Linked DNA regions of Mus musculus: regions 1, 2, 3, 4 and 6 are each linked to region 5. A link is a contact called in public ChIA-PET, HiChIP or PLAC-seq and promoter capture Hi-C data. All regions are on one chromosome and are shown on one strand. The core of a region is the stretch at or near the end of the contact, and the rest is flanking DNA. Distances in the headings are between cores, read along the strand shown. Region 1 holds the start of Snorc (secondary ossification center associated regulator of chondrocyte maturation). Region 2 holds the start of Neu2 (neuraminidase 2). Region 3 holds the start of Prss56 (protease, serine 56). Region 4 holds the start of Ngef (neuronal guanine nucleotide exchange factor). Region 5 holds the start of Gigyf2 (GRB10 interacting GYF protein 2). Region 6 holds the start of Ecel1 (endothelin converting enzyme-like 1).

Evidence for each region. Promoter capture Hi-C pulls out the DNA fragments that hold promoters and counts their contacts. ChIA-PET counts read pairs in DNA pulled down with a chosen protein or histone mark. HiChIP or PLAC-seq counts read pairs in DNA pulled down with a chosen protein or histone mark. Capture Hi-C pulls out chosen DNA fragments and counts their contacts.
Region 1: a promoter capture Hi-C map of liver shows a contact between it and region 5, with 3 times the contacts expected there. The contact joins the promoter of Snorc here to the promoter of Gigyf2 in region 5. A contact is called at or near these places in 9 of 39 promoter capture datasets (the 3T3-L1 cell line, cranial neural crest, embryonic stem cells and 5 more), 1 of 115 datasets of contacts at active chromatin or transcription factors (embryonic stem cells) and 1 of 9 other capture datasets (adipose tissue).
Region 2: a contact with region 5 is called in a promoter capture Hi-C map of hippocampal neurons, with 3 times the contacts expected there. The contact joins the promoter of Neu2 here to the promoter of Gigyf2 in region 5. A contact is called at or near these places in 3 of 39 promoter capture datasets (fetal liver, hippocampal neurons and liver).
Region 3: an RNA polymerase II ChIA-PET map of effector CD8 T cells shows a contact between it and region 5, with 11 read pairs. The contact joins the promoter of Prss56 here to the promoter of Gigyf2 in region 5. A contact is called at or near these places in 1 of 39 promoter capture datasets (embryonic stem cells), 2 of 484 Hi-C or Micro-C datasets (both in embryonic stem cells), 8 of 115 datasets of contacts at active chromatin or transcription factors (effector CD8 T cells, embryonic stem cells, memory CD8 T cells and 1 more) and 2 of 9 other capture datasets (adipose tissue and pancreatic islet).
Region 4: a contact with region 5 is called in a promoter capture Hi-C map of pancreatic islet. The contact joins the promoter of Ngef here to the promoter of Gigyf2 in region 5. A contact is called at or near these places in 1 of 484 Hi-C or Micro-C datasets (embryonic stem cells), 2 of 115 datasets of contacts at active chromatin or transcription factors (astrocytes and pancreatic cancer cells) and 1 of 9 other capture datasets (pancreatic islet).
Region 6: an H3K27ac HiChIP or PLAC-seq map of embryonic stem cells shows a contact between it and region 5, with 5 read pairs. The contact joins the promoter of Ecel1 here to the promoter of Gigyf2 in region 5. A contact is called at or near these places in 1 of 115 datasets of contacts at active chromatin or transcription factors (embryonic stem cells) and 2 of 9 other capture datasets (adipose tissue and pancreatic islet).

Annotation. Positions count from the first base shown.
Region 1 is chr1:87,468,914-87,471,741 of GRCm38.p6, forward strand. It overlaps Snorc (secondary ossification center associated regulator of chondrocyte maturation), which reads left to right and starts at 1,288. Exons shown (of 3, transcript NM_028473.2): 1 at 1,288-1,498. The coding sequence starts at 1,426.
Region 2 is chr1:87,572,713-87,575,412 of GRCm38.p6, forward strand. Neu2 (neuraminidase 2) reads left to right here and starts at 1,315. Exons shown (of 4, transcript NM_001160163.1): 1 at 1,315-1,414. It also overlaps a transcript of Ngef not described here.
Region 3 is chr1:87,181,943-87,184,642 of GRCm38.p6, forward strand. Prss56 (protease, serine 56) reads left to right here and starts at 1,372. Exons shown (of 13, transcript NM_027084.2): 1 at 1,372-1,656; 2 at 2,213-2,320; 3 at 2,661-2,700. The coding sequence starts at 1,551.
Region 4 is chr1:87,508,876-87,511,625 of GRCm38.p6, forward strand. It overlaps Ngef (neuronal guanine nucleotide exchange factor), which reads right to left and starts at 1,487. Exons shown (of 13, transcript NM_019867.2): 1 at 1,218-1,487; 2 at 370-512. The coding sequence starts at 1,324.
Region 5 is chr1:87,325,729-87,328,428 of GRCm38.p6, forward strand. Gigyf2 (GRB10 interacting GYF protein 2) reads left to right here and starts at 1,270. Exons shown (of 29, transcript NM_146112.4): 1 at 1,270-1,364.
Region 6 is chr1:87,154,722-87,157,616 of GRCm38.p6, forward strand. Ecel1 (endothelin converting enzyme-like 1) reads right to left here and starts at 1,415. Exons shown (of 18, transcript NM_001277925.1): 1 at 1,299-1,415; 2 at 1-367. The coding sequence starts at 268. All of the region lies in intron 3 of Gm33292 (a long non-coding RNA gene), which reads left to right.

The sequences.
Region 1 (2,828 bases), core at 38-2,537, 140 kb after region 5:
GAAAATTCATAAAAATGTAAGTGCTGTGAAGAACCTTAAAGTGACCCAACGACAGGACACAGGCTGACTGACCAAGCTCAGACCTGGAGAAACATGATGATGAGTGTAGCTACTACTTTCTAGGGAAGAAGATAGAGTGCAAAGGCCCTGGGGCAGGAGCCACGCTAGTATCCTGCAGGAGCCCTATTGTTGGGGCCAGCAGCTGGAACATAGGGAGAGAGCAGGAAAGCAGAGGGAAGACTGGCTAGGGAATTTGCCTTTTTGTTTGGAAAACTATGAAGTAGCAGAGCCTCAGGGGCTTAAGAGACTTGGGGAACTTGCAGGGTGAGCACACCTGTGTGTGTGTGTGTGTGTGTGTGTGTGTGTGTGTGTGTGTGTGCGCGCGTGTGTTGAAGTCCATCTGTGGGTGTAGGCAGAGGCTGAGGAGGCCAATGTGCTTGGTCAGACCTGTTGGGAAGGTAGTGAGCTGAACTCTGAGCCAAGCCCAGGCTTAAAGGTGAAACTGAGTCTCTGGATTAGTGGAGAGTGCCTACAAGAACAAGGGAGCCAGGGAGAAGGACTTGTGCATTGAGACCTTCCTGGAAGGGGCCTAGAGCGGCTGGCCAAGGGGCTTTAATAGAAAATGCCTCACAACCTTAGCTTTAGTAAGGGCCAGTGGAAGGGTCCTGAGCAGGGTCTCCCAGAGTCCTGAGCACAGTGGCTCAAGGCATTTGTTGTGCCTGGGTGAGGCTCCTGTCTTGGGAGGCTGGGAAAGTTTGTACTTTCACTAGTCCAGGAATATGTGTGTGTGTGTGTGTGTGTGTGTGTGAGAGAGAGAGAGAGAGAGAGAGAGAGAGAGAGAGAGACAGAGAGAGTGAGACAGAGAGACAGAGACAGAGAGACAGAGAAGAGAAAGAGGAGGGGAGCAGGGCAGAGACAGAGAGAGAGGAAAGGAACCCTCTCTCTCCCCTCCCCTCCCCTCCCCTCCCCTCCCCTTCTCTCCCTTTCTCTCCCCTTTTCTCTCCTCTCCTCTCCTCTCCTCTCCTCTCCTCTCCTCTCCTCTCCTCTCCTCTCCTCTCCTCTCCTCTCCTCTCCTCTCCTCTCCTCTCCTCTCCTCTCCTCTCCTCTCCTCTCCTCTCCTCTCCTCTCCAGGGTGGGGCTGTTTGGTAGTTCAGGACTGCAGGTCTGTCTGAGTGCGCTCTCTCTCTCTCTCTCTCTCTCTCTCTCTCTCTCTCTCTCTCTCTCTCTCTCTCTGTGTGTGTGTGTGTGTGTGTGTGTGTGTGTGTGTGCATGCGCGTGCATGTGTGAGGGGCGGGCACGGTGTCCCAGGAGGACAGAGTTTGCATTGATGAAAACCCTTCCCAGCTCTTTGAAGCCTCTTTCCCGCTGCCTGAGCCCAGCCGCCTAGTCCTCTGTGTCCCATAAGACTGCTCACTCCCTGCCAGGATGGCATCTTGTCTGGCCCTGCGCGTGGCGCTGCTGCTCATCTCTGGGGTCCTGGCCCCTGCGGTGCTCACAGGTAAGGGGCGCAGGCCCTCAGCTCTGCTGCTACCAACTTCTCAGGGCCAATAACTACCACTGGGACCAGATCCTCCAGTACCTATGGGGTACAAGCCCCTCACACAAGGTGGGATTCCCAGCTGTGGTGATTCTGGGAGACTCCCACAATGCTGGCTGGTAGAAACCGAGTAAGATGATGTATGTTAGCAGCAGGATGGGTGGCCATTGAAAAAGACTTGGGTATCAGGGTCTGGTACATTTGGCTGTCTGATGTTCTTGGGGTAATACTTTGCCGCTAGAACACCTGGAGACTTCTGGACCTGGGAGGCTGGAGGACTCATCAGACATAAGGCAAAGGGCTAAAGGCCAGAGACCCTCTGGGCAGAAAACCCAGAGACTCATGATTCCTTTAAATTCTGCAAACCCTTTCCTTCTGACTTACGACCTAGGTGCTGTCCCCATAGAGATAAATATTTCTTAGAGTCTTTTGCAGGATAGTGAGGAAACTGGACTGAGCCCTAGGTGGCCTCTCTGGGGTCTGAAAAAAACACTGCATGGCAGGCCTGCTCTGGGTCTGCTTCAGAGCAGGGACATAGGCACAGATAGGCTTTGATTATGAGAAAATAAATCTCGCGCAGTTGTTCAGTAGTCTGCAGAAAGGCCTCTGGGTTCCCTGGTTGTCTTACAACATTGCTGCCTGAACTTTAGGGGTGTCTGTGTGTCTACAAAGGAAAGAAGTCACCTCTGTGGTAGAAGCATAGCCTCGGAACTCGCGGCCACACCCCAGGATGGTGACGGTGGTCTGTGGGCCGTTCTACCTCCCCTCAACACCCCAGGAAATAGCTAAAGACCTGACTCTGCCCAGCCTGGCTCATACCTCTCTTGGCCATTTCCTAATCTGTAGAAGGTGGCACCCACTACGCTGCCTCCCTCATAGTGGGATGCTAAGGCCTCACCAGGGCTCAATGCAGGGCTCTGAGGATGGCCAAATGTCCAGTCAACACTCAGTGTTCAGAGTGTGAGCAGGGTTCAAAGCCCGAATGGATTTTGGGGAGAACCATCTCTTCTCATATGTTGGGACACACCCAGCTTCTGGAGTGGGAGCTGTGCTCGGTAATGTAGCCTGAAGTACCCCTGAGTTAGGACTTACAGTGGGAGGAGGCATTTTCTATTGCCTAGGACTTGGAGCTGAGACCCACACCGCTTCCTGCCACAGTGAGGCTGTTGCCTGGCAGGACCCTGCAGCTGGAGCCTTCCTAGTGGCTCCTGTCCAGGTTTCTGTTAGGTTTCTTCCAACCTAAGCCTCTAGCCAGAGCCCCGGTCAGATTATACATACACAACTCTAGTGG
Region 2 (2,700 bases), core at 65-2,564, 250 kb after region 5:
GTGGGGGGACCCAACCAGAGCCTTAATGTCTCTCTGCATTAAGACAGCCATTTCTCTCAAGGCAACAAGACATTGGTCACTAGCTGAGATAGCAGAGTAGCCAAAACTACAGGAATCCCAAGTCCAGCTCCCTGCAGCTGATGGCTTCGTGAATATCCCACATATTGGTCAAGACAGGAAATAAGAACCTTCTATTGCTATATCCAGCTGAGTTTTCTCAACCGAGTCACAACATACTCTGGCTTCTTGGCCACCAAGCACACAAATCTGGAGGGTTCTGAGGGTAGGGTCTTTTGTCCTGAAATGGTCCCTGAGCAGGAGGAGCAACATCAGTGGGGCAGCAACACAGGGGCTGTTACTCCATAGCTGTGAAGTCTCCTCCCTAGAGCACACCTTAACCCTGAGGTTTGAGCCAACAGCACACGGAAATCACAGCACTTCACAGTCTACACATACATTTACAACCAGGGCGAGCACCATGGGGAGTGAGTGCCCTGGTCTTGGAGGGCTCTGCAGTTACTTTAACATGAGGCTTCTGCCTCTCTCTGATTCTTTATCGGTTTTTGGCAAGAGGCCCTGCACGTTCCTGTTGCACAGGGCCCTGTAAGTTATTGACCTGTCCTTTGCAGTACATTGTCTCCCTAGTCTCCACAGCTGGAGGTATAGGAGCTGGAAAGAGGGGTCACCCTGCTTCGTGCTTCACAGATGTTGAAACACGCTGGGCTGGGAGAATCACTAAGCCAAGATGGGCTGGGAGCTCACAGGCATAGCCAGGACCTCATAGGTACTGCTGGAATCTTGCAAGGGTAGCCAAGTTCTCCTTCCCATGGACAGTCTGGCTGCCTTCTCTTTCCTAGTTCTTCTCAATCAATGCTTGCAACACTCTGCACTTCCCCAGCAGTGACCTCTCTTCTACGGTTTCCTTGATCTCATTTCATTAAAAAATAAGATAAAATAAACATATATTTTGCTCACCTGCCAGCCAGAAGTTCCTGGGTGTTAGGCCCCCTCATAAGTGCTTCAGTTTCTTCCTTTCCCATCCACGGTCCTGTCCGGGCACCTCAGTGCAGGTCTGTGTGTCCCCCACATAAGCACACAAGCTCCCTACCTGTCCCTGAGTACTATAGCCTGGAAAAGCCTCCCTGGGAAACATTCCTGACCTTCAGACCTGCCTCCCTATAGCTGGCCCCATTCCTGGGACAGGCACTTCCTGTCTGGGTGTTTACCTTGCTGGGTGCCCTGCACCTAGGCAGGGAGCCAGACACACCTCCCTAGGAGCCAGGCAAAAGGGGAGGTGCCACTGAGGTGCAGGTTGACATGACCCAAACGGCCCCTGGCTGCAAGGTAATATCGGAAGTTGACTAAGAATGGACGCCCCACCACTGACTGACCCGCCCCCTGAGTCTGAGATTGGGTAAGTGTTTATGATCCTCTTGGGTTCTGGTCACTTTTGTGTTAGTATGTGTACACGTGCACACACACGTGGAAGTCAGAGGTGAACACCAGGTCTCTCTCTTATTGTTTTCTGTTTTTCTTATGGAACCCAGGGCTCACTAATTGGCCAGGCTACCTGATCGGCCATCCTCCGAATCTTACCTGCACCCTCCCCTCCTGTCTCAAACTTCCCCTGTGGGGGTTAAAGGAGCACGCCACTGTGCCCCTTTTTTATGTGACAGTTGTGAATCTTCTCAAGTCCCAGTGCACATATGCCAAGCGGTTTGCCAACTAAGCCAGCACTTTTAATCACTGCTTTACATGGCCGTCAGGGCTCAGCTTGACAGCTCCCAGGCAGGGGACACCAGCTGCTCTATTCGAGAGGTCTTAATCAATTGTTACTATTACAGTGAATTATGATTAGTGACGGCTTCCTTCTGCCTGGTGCTTACTGCGTGGCAGGCACTGAACTAAGCAGATTGCATAACCTCTCTGTGTAGCCCTGAGCCCTCACTACAAGTTGAGAATCAGGTGCATTTTAAAGATACATATGTTCATAGATCATCTTGCCCAAGGCCACATAGATAGTAAGCTGCTCCAAGATTGAAACCCATCCTAGCTGGTACCAAAACCTTGCCTCTTAACCCATTGCTTTCATTTCTCAATGCTAATAGCTACACTGCCCATATTTATGTAAGCCTCCGATGAGCTATTGTTTTTTGTGACCTACCGCTGGTAATAAATTAACCCAACCGGTACTGCCAAGAAGCAGGGCATACTTATACTCTAGGTTTCTGTGAGTCAGGAATCTGGGCAGGGCTTGGCCGCGTTCTTTGTTCAGGGGCTCTCACTGGCTGGAGGCAAGGTGGCTGAGGGCCAGAACGCCTCTTTACAAGGCTGTGTGGAGAAGGCACACAGGCCTCCTGGGTTGTTGGCAGGCCTGCACGCCTCCTTGGGGATTGCTGGACTGAGGGCCTTGTTTCCTGCTGGTCATGGCTGGGCAGCTTGCTCTGTTTTGTTTGTTTGCCTCTCTGCCATGACACCTTGCTTCATTGAGGCTGCAGAAGATTCCAGAGATCTCTCTCTTCAAGGACATGGCTGTGTGATGCGCTCCACGTGAGCACGCTCAGCTATGGAAGTCAGATGTCTTCCTTGAAGAATCTCCACTTTATTTATTGAGGCAGGGTCAGTCATTAGACCTGGAACTAGTCAAATCCAGCTAGTCTAGCTAGCTAGCTTACTGTGAGGATCACCGCCTCTGCCCGC
Region 3 (2,700 bases), core at 122-2,621, 140 kb before region 5:
TTACCCCTGGGAATTAAAATTGCCCAGGAATCTGATCCTGGGGGAAAAGAAAGATTGCTCTGATGCCAGCCAAAGGAAGAGATTCCACATGCTCCCAACAACTTGTAGGATCCCAGGAGTCGAGACAAGGATGGGGTGGGGTGGGGTGGGGGTCTTCTCAACTTGTAGGAGCCAGATCTGAAACAGTGTGCTTTTCCATGCCCTGCCCTTTGCTGTGTGGGTGAGAGAAGGGTCTACTCCCTTCCTGCCATCAGACTGGACTCAAAGCCTGACACATGCCAAGAAGGCAGAGTGAGGACAGACAGTTCTATGCTGGCCACTCCGGCCTGGCCAGGCTTCAGCAGGCATACAGGAGCCATACCTCTCTGCTAGAAACTTGGAGAGCACATAGGATTTACCTATGATATGCAGAGATAACTCCAATCCCTAGTGTCATTGAATTGACACAACAATCTATACCTACCGTTCTCTCTACCTTCCTGGTGGTGGGAGACAGGCTACGTGCTGTGATAAGCAGTCCCTTTGAAGAGAACACATCCCCTAGCCACAGTGTGTCCCAATTCCTGTACTTAAACCCTTAACCAACATGTCCCTGCTGCCAGCACAAATCAAGGTGCCAAGGGTAGTTTTGTTTTGTTTGTACCCAAAGGCTCGGCCCTACCCCAGGTGGTGACTGGATATCAGGACAGTTGCCTGTTTATGACCTTCTCTCAAGAGTCCCTCCTGCCAGATCAGGGTCACAGCAACTGAAAACAAAGCTGGACACACTGAGTGGGCAGGGACAGGGGTCCTGCTGGATCCTGCGCTCCCCAAACTGGGCCACAGTGGGGCCTTTCATCTCCCGCTTGCTTTTGCCTCTTCCCACCCCGCTACCCCAGTGCAGCAATTATGGCGCAAATTAGAATGCTTTGATCATCTTTAGAAAGGGCCACACGGAGGAGGGACACTGCCAAGCAATTAGGGGCAGAGGGGCTGGAAGTTCAATGGCTTGCTTAGGGGGTGAGACTGCCCAGGACACCCACCCCTATCCCTAGCTCTCCTCCCTCCAAAAGTGCCTGTCCCAGCAGAGCAGTGGACTCCCCAGGGTGGCAGAAACAGATGGGGATCCCCCCTCCCAGCCCCTGCCCACCAGTCTCCCTCTGCCTGGCCCCCAGCCCAACGGTCAGTTCTCCAGCCCCATCTCAGCCCCTTTGAAGCAACCGCAGGAACAAGGGCCGCTTTCACAGAAGTGGGGAGACGCAGAGTGGGACGATGAGACTTCAAAGGTGAGGGTCCAGCCCACTACCTCATTCCCTCCCCCAGTCCTGGCTGCCCTCCCACGCACACACACCCCTCTGTCCTCTATATAGCTCCAGGGCATCGTTTCCCTGAGGGCTCCCAGGAGGTGAGGGCCAGGTGAGGTGCGGACCATTAGAAGTGAGTAGTTTAGTGTAAGACAACGGGATCAGATGGTTTGAGGGACACAAAGTCTGTGGGCAGGAAGAATCACAGGAGAGGGTAGAGTCCAGGAATAAAGAGGACAGGGTCTCCCGCCTTGGCCCCAGGTCACCATGCCGCTGGCTATGTTGTTGCTGCTGCTGCTGCTACTGTCCCCAGACTCCCAAACTGCCCATGGGCATCCACTGTACACGCGCCTGTCCCCCGGCGCCCTGCAAGGTGAGCCGGGCTGGTCCGAGGGAACCACGGGAGGTGGGAGGGGCATAGGGAAAGTGAGGTCAAGGGAGGACAAGGGAAATGAGCTTATCTCTCACACTTAGGAGGGCCTGTGGTCCTTCTGCCCACCTTCTGCTGGAAGGAGGAGCCTGGAACTGGGATATAGGAAGGGAGGGTAGACAGCCTCACCCAGGAAGCAGAGACAGCAACACTGCCAAGGGGTTCCAGAGATAACGGTGTTAGAAGACCCGGGGCAGCATGCCTTGGGCCCAAAGATGGATACCTTAACCATATTACCTGGATGTCGGTGGGCAGTGGTTTTCCTCTGAAATCTTTAAGAAAGGAGCTTTTCAGAGATTCCTTCCCAATTGTAGCACCATCTGCCCTGAGGGCTGGCCCTTGGGGCCTGACCTCTCTCCCCATCTCTACATCCCTGGTAGTCTAAGAGTTCACCACGCTTCTCTGGGACTCCCCAGACAAGGTTCAGGAAGACTTAGACTGAGTGGGGCTCTCTGCCAAGGGAATGTGACTTTGTGTCCCATGTCCCTCCCCCTCCCAGTTTTATCTGCCCAGGGGACTCAGGCATTGCAGGCTGCCCAGAGGAGTGCCCAGTGGGCCATAAAGCGCGTGTTGATGGAGATCCAGCACAGACTACATGAATGCCAAGGTTGTACCAGAAGTGCTACCCCACCCAGCAGACTCACATTGGTACAGGGGACTCCTCCTTTTGTCCATGTCCAGCCCTTATTTTTAGGTTCCATCGTCCTTGGGGTCAGATTCTTTTTGAAGGTCCAAGTGGAAGGGGTATGCCAAACTTGAGACACAGCAGGGAGGAGGGGAGAGTGTGGGCTCAGGTGGTCACAGTTCATGGCTGCTCAAATAGTTCCATGTGCTAGAAGGCGGGCCAAGTGGAGAGTGGTTGAAAGATGAGGCCCAGCCCCCCCCCCCAATAAAGCGAAAGATCCGCAAGAGGGCGCAGCGAGGCTCAAAGGATTGTTTCTCAGTAGGACCTGGACGCCCTAGACCTCAAGCCCCCCTCCTCCAGGA
Region 4 (2,750 bases), core at 237-2,736, 180 kb after region 5:
TGGACCAAGAGTGTTCTCCAAGAGACATCAAGATCAATACCCACTGCTAAAGCCCAGCATAGAGTCTCAAGCTCATAACCCTGGAACTCAAGTTCTCAGGCAGGAGGTGAGGTCCAGGCTAGCCTGGGCTACTGAGTAAATTCCAGGCCAGCCAGGGTTGCAGTGTGAGACTCAGTCTCACAAACACACCACAATCCCAGCTAAATTAGCTCAGTGGTGCAGCACTAATAAAACTCGGCAGTTCTGCCTAGGAAACCATTAGAACTAGTCATGTCAAAAGCCGCATGCCAGTCAGCCCAGCAGCCAGGGTCCCCTGGAAGCCACCAGGCTCTCATGGTCCAAACGAGTCGCTGCCTGCCCTGGACCCACCTATTTGTTCAATGAGGTTTCTCCAGGAGTCGGCGGGAATGGGATGGATCATCTGCAGGGCCTCCGTGAGAGTGGTGGGGCTGTCGGTGAGGGCTGGGCACTCCTCGGGTGTGGTTCCATTTCCAGGGGTGGAGGATGACTCGCTGCAAGAGAAGGAGGAGAGCGACGGCTGTTTATTTTTAAGCAACGACACACCTTGGCTAGATCGCAAGAGGCGACTGTCGGTCAGCACAAGCGGCTGCTGCCTGGAGGGTACTGCCCCTAAGAGCTTCCAAGCCAAGGGGGGCCACAGTGGCCGCCACGTGTCCGGACCGGGCGAGCCCGACAAACCCTTTTTGTCACCATACCAGGGCGCGACGGGGTGATTCACTCCTACACCAGTCCGCCCAAACCTTCATGTTTTTCGAGCTCGCGGACAGGCGTCGGAAAGTTGGCGTACCCTAGCCGCTGCACAGCGCGGAAGGCCGCCCCAACGGGTCCTGCCAGCCCGCTGCCACCCCACTCCCTTAGCCGTCCCGTGCCCCCTGGCCCCACTCGAGGCTCTGTCCTCCAGTTCCAGAGACTGGGAGCGCAGAGAGGGGCGAAGGGCGGGACGCGCACACTCTGGGCGTCCAGGGACAAGGTGCAGGAGGCCATCCCACGCTGGGACTGGGTGCTAGTGACCTGGAACAGGACGCACGGCTCTCCCAGGGGGAAGGTCCGTCGGATTAGAGTTAGTGGGGGGCAGCAGGAGCCCGGGGGCCGAGGACCCGGATAGGCCGCAGGGGTCCGAGATCATCGCCTAGGGAGCGAGTGTGAGGGAGTACGTGGGGACATTGCGCGGGGGCCGGGATACAGCGGGTCCTCACCTGCCCGGCAGGTGTCCCGCCGCCGAGTCGCGCGTGTCGCTCTCCGAGGTGGAGCTGTCGTGGTCCACGGCGCAGGCGGCGCTGAAGGCTGCAGCCAGCAGCTCCATGGGGACCAGCGACCGGGTAGGCTCAGGGGCTGGTGGGGAGCCGCGCGGGGGGCCCAGGGCCCAGCCGGGGGCAATGCGCGGGCTCTGAGTGAGGTCGCAGCGCGCGCGGCTCAAGCCGGAGCTGCCGCCGCCGCTGCTGTAGAGCGCTCCCGCGGACGAGCGCGCGCCTGGAGGCTCCCGGGGTTGCCACGGCAACGGGGGAGGCGGGCGGGGCGCGCGCGGCGGGGGCGAGGCCGGCGGCGGCGAGGTGGGGGCGCTAGGGCCGGGTGCACCCGGACCAGGGGGCGGTGACTCCCCACATGGACCGGAGCCGCGCAGCGCCTGCCTCCCCCGCGGCCGCCGGGTGCCGGGAGACGCGGGGACAGAGGGAACAGAGCTGCCTCAGCCTATCTCCCCTCTTGCCAGTGGGTCGTTTTTCATAGCTCCGCCCCGGGTTTCTTGAAGGGGAGGGCGAGGCGACCCTCTGTCCCATCCCTTGCCCATTACAATTCAGTCTCCTAGATCATGCTTTGGGAATATATGCCCTCTACTCCCAGTTGGAGAGAAAACAGTTATTTCTCCTGCACTCTTGCTCTTGACTCTCAGGTGTGTGTGTGTGTGTGTGTGTGTGTGTGTGTGTGTGTGTGTGTGTGTGTGTGTGTGAAACCCCCCCACCACCACCACCACTGCAGACGTTTTTCCTGAGTGGGTCTTTCTGCTGGACCAAATCTTTCCCAGCGACCCCCAAACGCTGCCAGGAGGGAGTTAAGGAGAAGTTTCCAGAAACTGCAGTAGGATTTCCCTACCCACAAGTAGATCTGCACCCTACTGTTTGTTAGCTAGTACAGCGCTCAGATAAAACGAGAGGATAAGGAGAGAAATATCTCAAGTCAAGAGTAGTGTGGCCAGTTCTGTAGGTACCTGAGGGTGAGGGTGGGACACAGTGTTCCCCAGCATGGCCCCCTCCACACTCCACCTGTGGGCATTGGTTATAAGGAACCTGTTCCTGGGGGTTTGAGGCAGCTGTGTTTATTGGTTTTTCTGGTATATGAGTATTTTGCCTGCATGTATGTATGTGACCAATGTGTTTGACTGGTACCTTTCAAAATCAGAAAAGAGCGTTGGATCCCTGGAACCGGAATTATGGAATTATTGGAGTTACATGGTTGTGAGCCACCATGTGTGTGCTGGCAACTGAACCTGGGTTCTCTGCTAGAGCAACATGTGTTCTTAACACCTGAGTTGTTGCTCCAGCCTCAAGTGTTGCTTGTTCTTGGATGAGTAGGTGGGAGGCACAGCGGCTGGGACTCAAGAGAAACAGCGATGGCTTTGGGAAGGGAGGGTTGTTTTATTTGGAAGGGGCAATGGTTAGTTTAATTGCCATATGACACAGCCTAGCAAGCAACCACAGAAGAGAGTCTGAAGGAGGGCTTGTCTACATCAGTCA
Region 5 (2,700 bases), core at 20-2,519:
AATCCAAATCCCATCATGTTGACAGTCAAGATTAATGATCACAGTCAAGATTAATGATCATTCTCTGAATTTAATGCTCTTTTATACAGTCTCTCTTTGAAAGGGAATCAAGACTCAGGAAGGGAGGCAGAGGAGGAAGTTGGTATATATATATATATATATATATATATATGTATGTATGTATGTGTGTGTGTGTGTGTGTATTTTTTTTCCAAGTGTTGAATCCAGGGCTCCCAAACGACTAGGTTGGGAGTCTGCCACTGTGTTCTGAAACTTAAGTTTATGTTGATGGGAAGACCTATGATAAATGCTGGAGGATATTTTGCAGTGATTGTGTGAAACTGAGTGGATCCCAAACACCAAAGGTAGTAGAAAGGCAGGAAAAGACTAATGGTCCCAGAAAGACCCGGGTGACTTGAAATGGTAGATGTACCAGGTTTAGCAAATCAAAGTATATAGTATGTCCAGCTAAACATGAGTTTCAGAAAGACAGCAGATTAATTTCCTGTATTCTGTATTGCCGGGTTTACTATTCGTTATCTCGCAACCCTAAAATGGGAAGGCAGTATATATAAGGGGGTTGTAGGTCCACATGTAGTGGAAGGGTGTAGTAACTTTTTTTTAGTTTTTCGAGACACGGTTTCTCTGTATAGCCCTGGCTGTCCTGGAACTCTGTAGATCAGGCTGACCTTGAACTCAGAAATCGATCTGCCTCTGCCTCCCAAGTGCTGGGATTAAAGGTGTGAGCCACCACTGCCTGGCTAGGTGTAGGAACTTTTAAAACCTTCCCAGCTGTCACATTCCAGTACTCCAGGATGAATTTCCAGTTCTATAAGAAAGGAAACTGCTTTGAATTTCAGCTTTACCATTTGCCCCATGATGGACCAACTGGCAGGAAAATGCTAGACCAAATGCTGTGGAAAAGTTCTAGCTTGGAAAACCAGCTCATAAATGATGTGGAGATTTTTGTACTGCAACCGGGCACTGGATTGGGTGCATCGGACGGTGAGTCATAGGGCCTCTGGCCAGGCTCCAATTAGGGACACCAGTTCAACTCTAGGGCCATAGGAGATGCAGCCAAAGGCCCCACTGTGCGCCTGCGCTACTCAGGCTCCGTCCTCGCCCGGCCCTGCATCCGGGTCTCAGGGAGGGGCGTGTCCGAGGGGAGGGGCAGGCCGTCGAGGAAGGGAACGATGTCGTGGGAAGCTGGAGAGCAGGGAGGGAGTGAGGCGGGGATGTAGGCGGGGCGGGGGGCGGCGCGGCGCGCGGGGTCACGTGACGTGCGTGGCGACGTGTCGGCCATCTTGTGTTGTTGAGGCTGAGGATTGACTTGGGTTCTGAGAGACTCCTGTCCCGGACCGCAGGTAACCAGTGGCTCGGTGTGTGTCTCCCCTGCCCGCGGCCATCCCGCGCCCAGTCCCCGCCATAGCGCCCCGAGCTGCCGTGGCCCGGCGCCCACCGTCGCGTCCCCGCCGCTCCGGCCCGAGCCGGCCGCATGGACACACTCAGGCTGCCCGGCAGCGGCCACGGCCGCTGCCGGCTGGGGGCGTCAGACCTGGGGACAGGGCAGGTGCGAGGTCAGCAGGAGCCTCCTCCCGTGCGAGGGTCCCGGCAGTCCAGGGAGCGTCCCGGCCGAGGGCAGCCCCCTGCTTTCGCCCCCGTGGCATCGCGGGGGAAGCCGAGGAGAGGAGGCGGGAGGCGGGGTGGGCAGTGTCAGGCCGGAGGGTTCGCCTTCCGCTGCCCGCTCCTCGGGGCTGGTCGCCCGCACAGCCTCGGGGTACCCCGGCTAACAGCTGCTGCGAGCCGACAGCTGCTCCTGCCGGCGCTCCTGCCCGCACCTGCCCCAGGGAGGTGCGCCCTTGCCTTCTCCACCGAGCATCTGGACTGGGGAAGACTGCTTCTAGGGCTGGAGGACTGGTCTTGAGCAGGCCCCAGGCAAGGTGGAGTCATGATCTGATCCTGGGACTGAGAGGCTTGGGAAAGTAGAGCCCCGGGCAGCCCCGGGGACCCGAATGTTCATACCGGCTTGAAATGGGCAAGCAGTTTCCCACGAAGCACTCTTGAACACTTTGGTTTTGTAGCTGAAATATAAATCAAGCCAGCAAGTAAGGAAGGGTGTGAAAGGAGCTGATTGTGTGACCGCGTTTGGGAAGCAGTAACGTTGCTTTGCATTTATCTAGTACGGTCTCCCCTCACCTCCAGTTTTCTCGAAAGTCAAAGCACTTAAACACACCTAGTGGTTCTATTAGGAAGGTAAGTATTCCAACATAACTTAAGAAATGAAGGGACTCAATCAGTGATGGCTTCCCACCTAGTCCCATCTACCTTGAATTATAGGTAATTATGTTTCAGAGTGTTGTATACAGGGATTGTAGTCTTCCTTATGTAGTTACTCCTCTTTAGTAACAAATGACTTCCTAAATTACAAAAACTATTATCCTACTTTTTGTACATGAGTTTTCATCCTTTTTTGTGGCTCTGACTGGCAGAATTTTTCCTTTTGGTTAGAACATATACTTTGTCTTCATTTAATGATATTTCCCTAATGTAGCAGCTTTTAGATTGCCTAGACTGGGATATGTACTTCACTGTCACATAAGAAGACACTAGGAAAACATTTAGAAGTGACATATGTCTGGAAAAATACCAACGTTGAAGATGTTGGTGATTTGCTAGAAAGAAAAAGACCATACCTTTTTT
Region 6 (2,895 bases), core at 165-2,664, 170 kb before region 5:
CCGCTCCCGGGCCCAGGTATTTGAGCGCCAGCATGGCCGCCAGGATGGCGCAGAGGCCGGCAGCAAACACCAACCCCGACAGCAGGCACACCTCGCGTCGATTCCAGCGGGGCAGCCCAGACCTGGACCCGCTAGCACTGCGCCCTGAGCCCCTCGGGAAGCCTGGAGGCAGTGAGGTCCCTCGAGCGCCCCCGGTGCCACACCGGCTCACATACTTGACTTCCTGGAACTCGTCGTAGTGCGCTGTCATGGAATACGGGGCCTCCATTGTGCCGAGGCTTTGGCTGCAGACCCCTTGTTTGGTCGATTATAGGCTGCTTCTGTCTGCGGGCTTTCTGGTCGGAGCCCACATGGCCCTCGGTCGCAGCTGTAGGAAGGGAACATTAGCAGGCTCAGAGAGGCCCTGGAAAGTGAGGGGACCCAGAAAACAAAGGGTGGGAGTTAGTTTAAGAAGATGGAGGCCACCTGTGATCCACAACCAAGGATCCCACTTCACTCCGTCAACCAAGAAAGAAGGGTTCAGTTGCCAGCAGCTCTTACTGGAATAGTAGCCTTTAACCTGCCTACCCAGGTCTCCACAAGCTCACCACAGAGTAAGGATGCTCGGACACAAAACCAAAGAGCACCGGGCACAAAGTGGGGGCTTCACTGACAACCTGTTTCCCTTGTCTTTGCCTTTCTTGCCCATCATCCTCTCCAGACAAGCCAGGTGGGGGAGGGGGAAGCAGAGGCCGGAGAAAGGAGGTGTGGTCAGGGGCGCCTCTCTGCGGACCCTGAAGCCTCCTTCAGTTCTCCGAACTAAAAGCGACCAGACACCCAAACTTCGTCCTCGGGGAAGTCTGCAGGACCACTCTCAAGCCACCCTCTGGCTGTTTCTCTTCAATGGCTCCAAAGCCCACAAGTCCCTTCCCCAAGCAGCAGCCCTCTCCATTCCCCATCTTTCCCCCACCCGACTCCCCAACCCCGACGGCCCAGATGGAAAACCAGAGACTGGTTTCATCATTTGCCACCCATCAACGCCCCGGGCCATCCCTGTCGTCAACAGGTTCTCCCCAGAATCCAAAGTTGGGAGAAGTTTCACCCCCTTTGCTGCGCCAGCCCTGAGCTCAATCTCTTGCGTCGCGCGGCGCAGTCAGCGGAGCTTGAGAGCCGAGTCCTGGAGTCGCAGCCGCAGCCGCAGCTGGAGCCAGAGCCGGGAGGACAGAGACAAAGCCGAGAAGCTCGGCTCGGCAGCCGCGGTGGCCTCGGAGGTGGCTGTGATGATGTCCTCGGAGGCGGCGGGCCCGAATGACACTTACCCGGCAGGTGCGCGTCTGGGCCGGGCGAGGACCGAGGGAGGGGTCGGGAGCAAATCCCGGCCTCAGCCGGAGAGGAGCTGGGCTGGCTGCGGCTCTCTTCGTGCGCCCGCCGCCTCTGCCGCCGCGCCGCGCCGCCCGCCAGCCCCGAAGGAGGGGGCGCGCCGGCGGCTCCACCCTCCTTCTCCCGCCCCCTGCACCCCTCCTTCTCTCTGCTTCCCTCTGGGCTACCTGTCAGCTCCAGCAGTGCGGAGGTGGGGATGGCGACCGCGGAGATAACGCTCCTGAGAGTGATGCACCAGCTTCTGGCTCCAGGACTCCGGAGTCCAGATCTGTCCCGGGAGGAGGAAGCACGGTCCCTTCTGATGAGCCACTTGGAGCCACCTACCAGTCTGCGGTAAAGGGACTGAAGCTGGAGATCTGGAGGCCAGAGGGAAGTCTGGGCCGAGCCCACAGAAGCTCAGCCCAGGGAGGACTCCAATGGGCAGGTGAAGAGCCTGTATCTGGACCAGCACTCTGCCAGGCGCCATCAGCACCAAGACTTCTTTGTCCTTTTAACTCCTGCTTGCCCCATCTGGGTTCTGGTTGGTACAAGACCCTTTACCTAGCTCTCCTGGGGAGGTTGCAAGTAGAGGCTGAGGCTGTGGCCTCCTCAACCTTAGGTTTTCCTGACATCATTGGCAGGAAGTCCCAGACCCACATAGAAAGGCCTAGAAAAGGATGGTAGGGTGGGGAGAGGGAGGAATCTTGCTCCACTTCCCTCACGGGACTACACAGGGTGAGTTTGTCCAGTCTTCCACCCATTCCGGTTGGCTGAACTAGCTTTTTAAATGTTGGGGACCTCGCTCCTTCCAAGAGACAGAATCATCTTTACCTCTCCACTGTACCCACAAGGTGAAGCCCACACGTGACAGAGACCTGGGAGCTTTCTGAAGGACTGCTACTGTTTCAGGAATCTGCTTTCTCTGCCTCGACTTACCCATCTCTTCTGGTATCCCCAGCAAAGGACCACACAGCCCCAGCAATCCCAACCTTGTGGCTCCAGCCTGCAGCCCTGGCCTAAGCAATGTTTCAGACATTGGTGAAGACCGATGTGATAGAACCCATGTTGAGGTGGGACTGCGGAGAGCGACCACCATCCCGTCGCCATCCCCTCCGGATGTTCTTCATCGTCAGCTACCCAGTCACTAGCCTTTAGTGGCCACCTCTACCACTTTCCTGCCTGTCCAGTCTGTCCATTTCTAAGTCCCACTCACAGGACTGTCTTTCATTCTGACCATCCTAAGGTCCTCTCCTGCCCCATGCATTCTTCTCAGGTCCAATTAATTCTACTGAGGAGCGATGGAATTACGCAAAAATGCCGTGTTTCCGTGAGGGGGGAGGGGAGGGCAGGGCGGTGGCAGAGTGGCTCTTTGTGCTTTTAATCTGCATTTTCCCCTCAACATTCCATCTCCTGGAGGATAATTTTCCAGCCTTTTCAGGCCCTGATTGGTATCATTTCTCCGGCAATGACAGCTTTTATTTTCCCCGAAATGAATGCCGTGAAATTTCCAAGAAATATAAAAATGGATATTGTCTCAAGGAGCCGACTACTCCGACA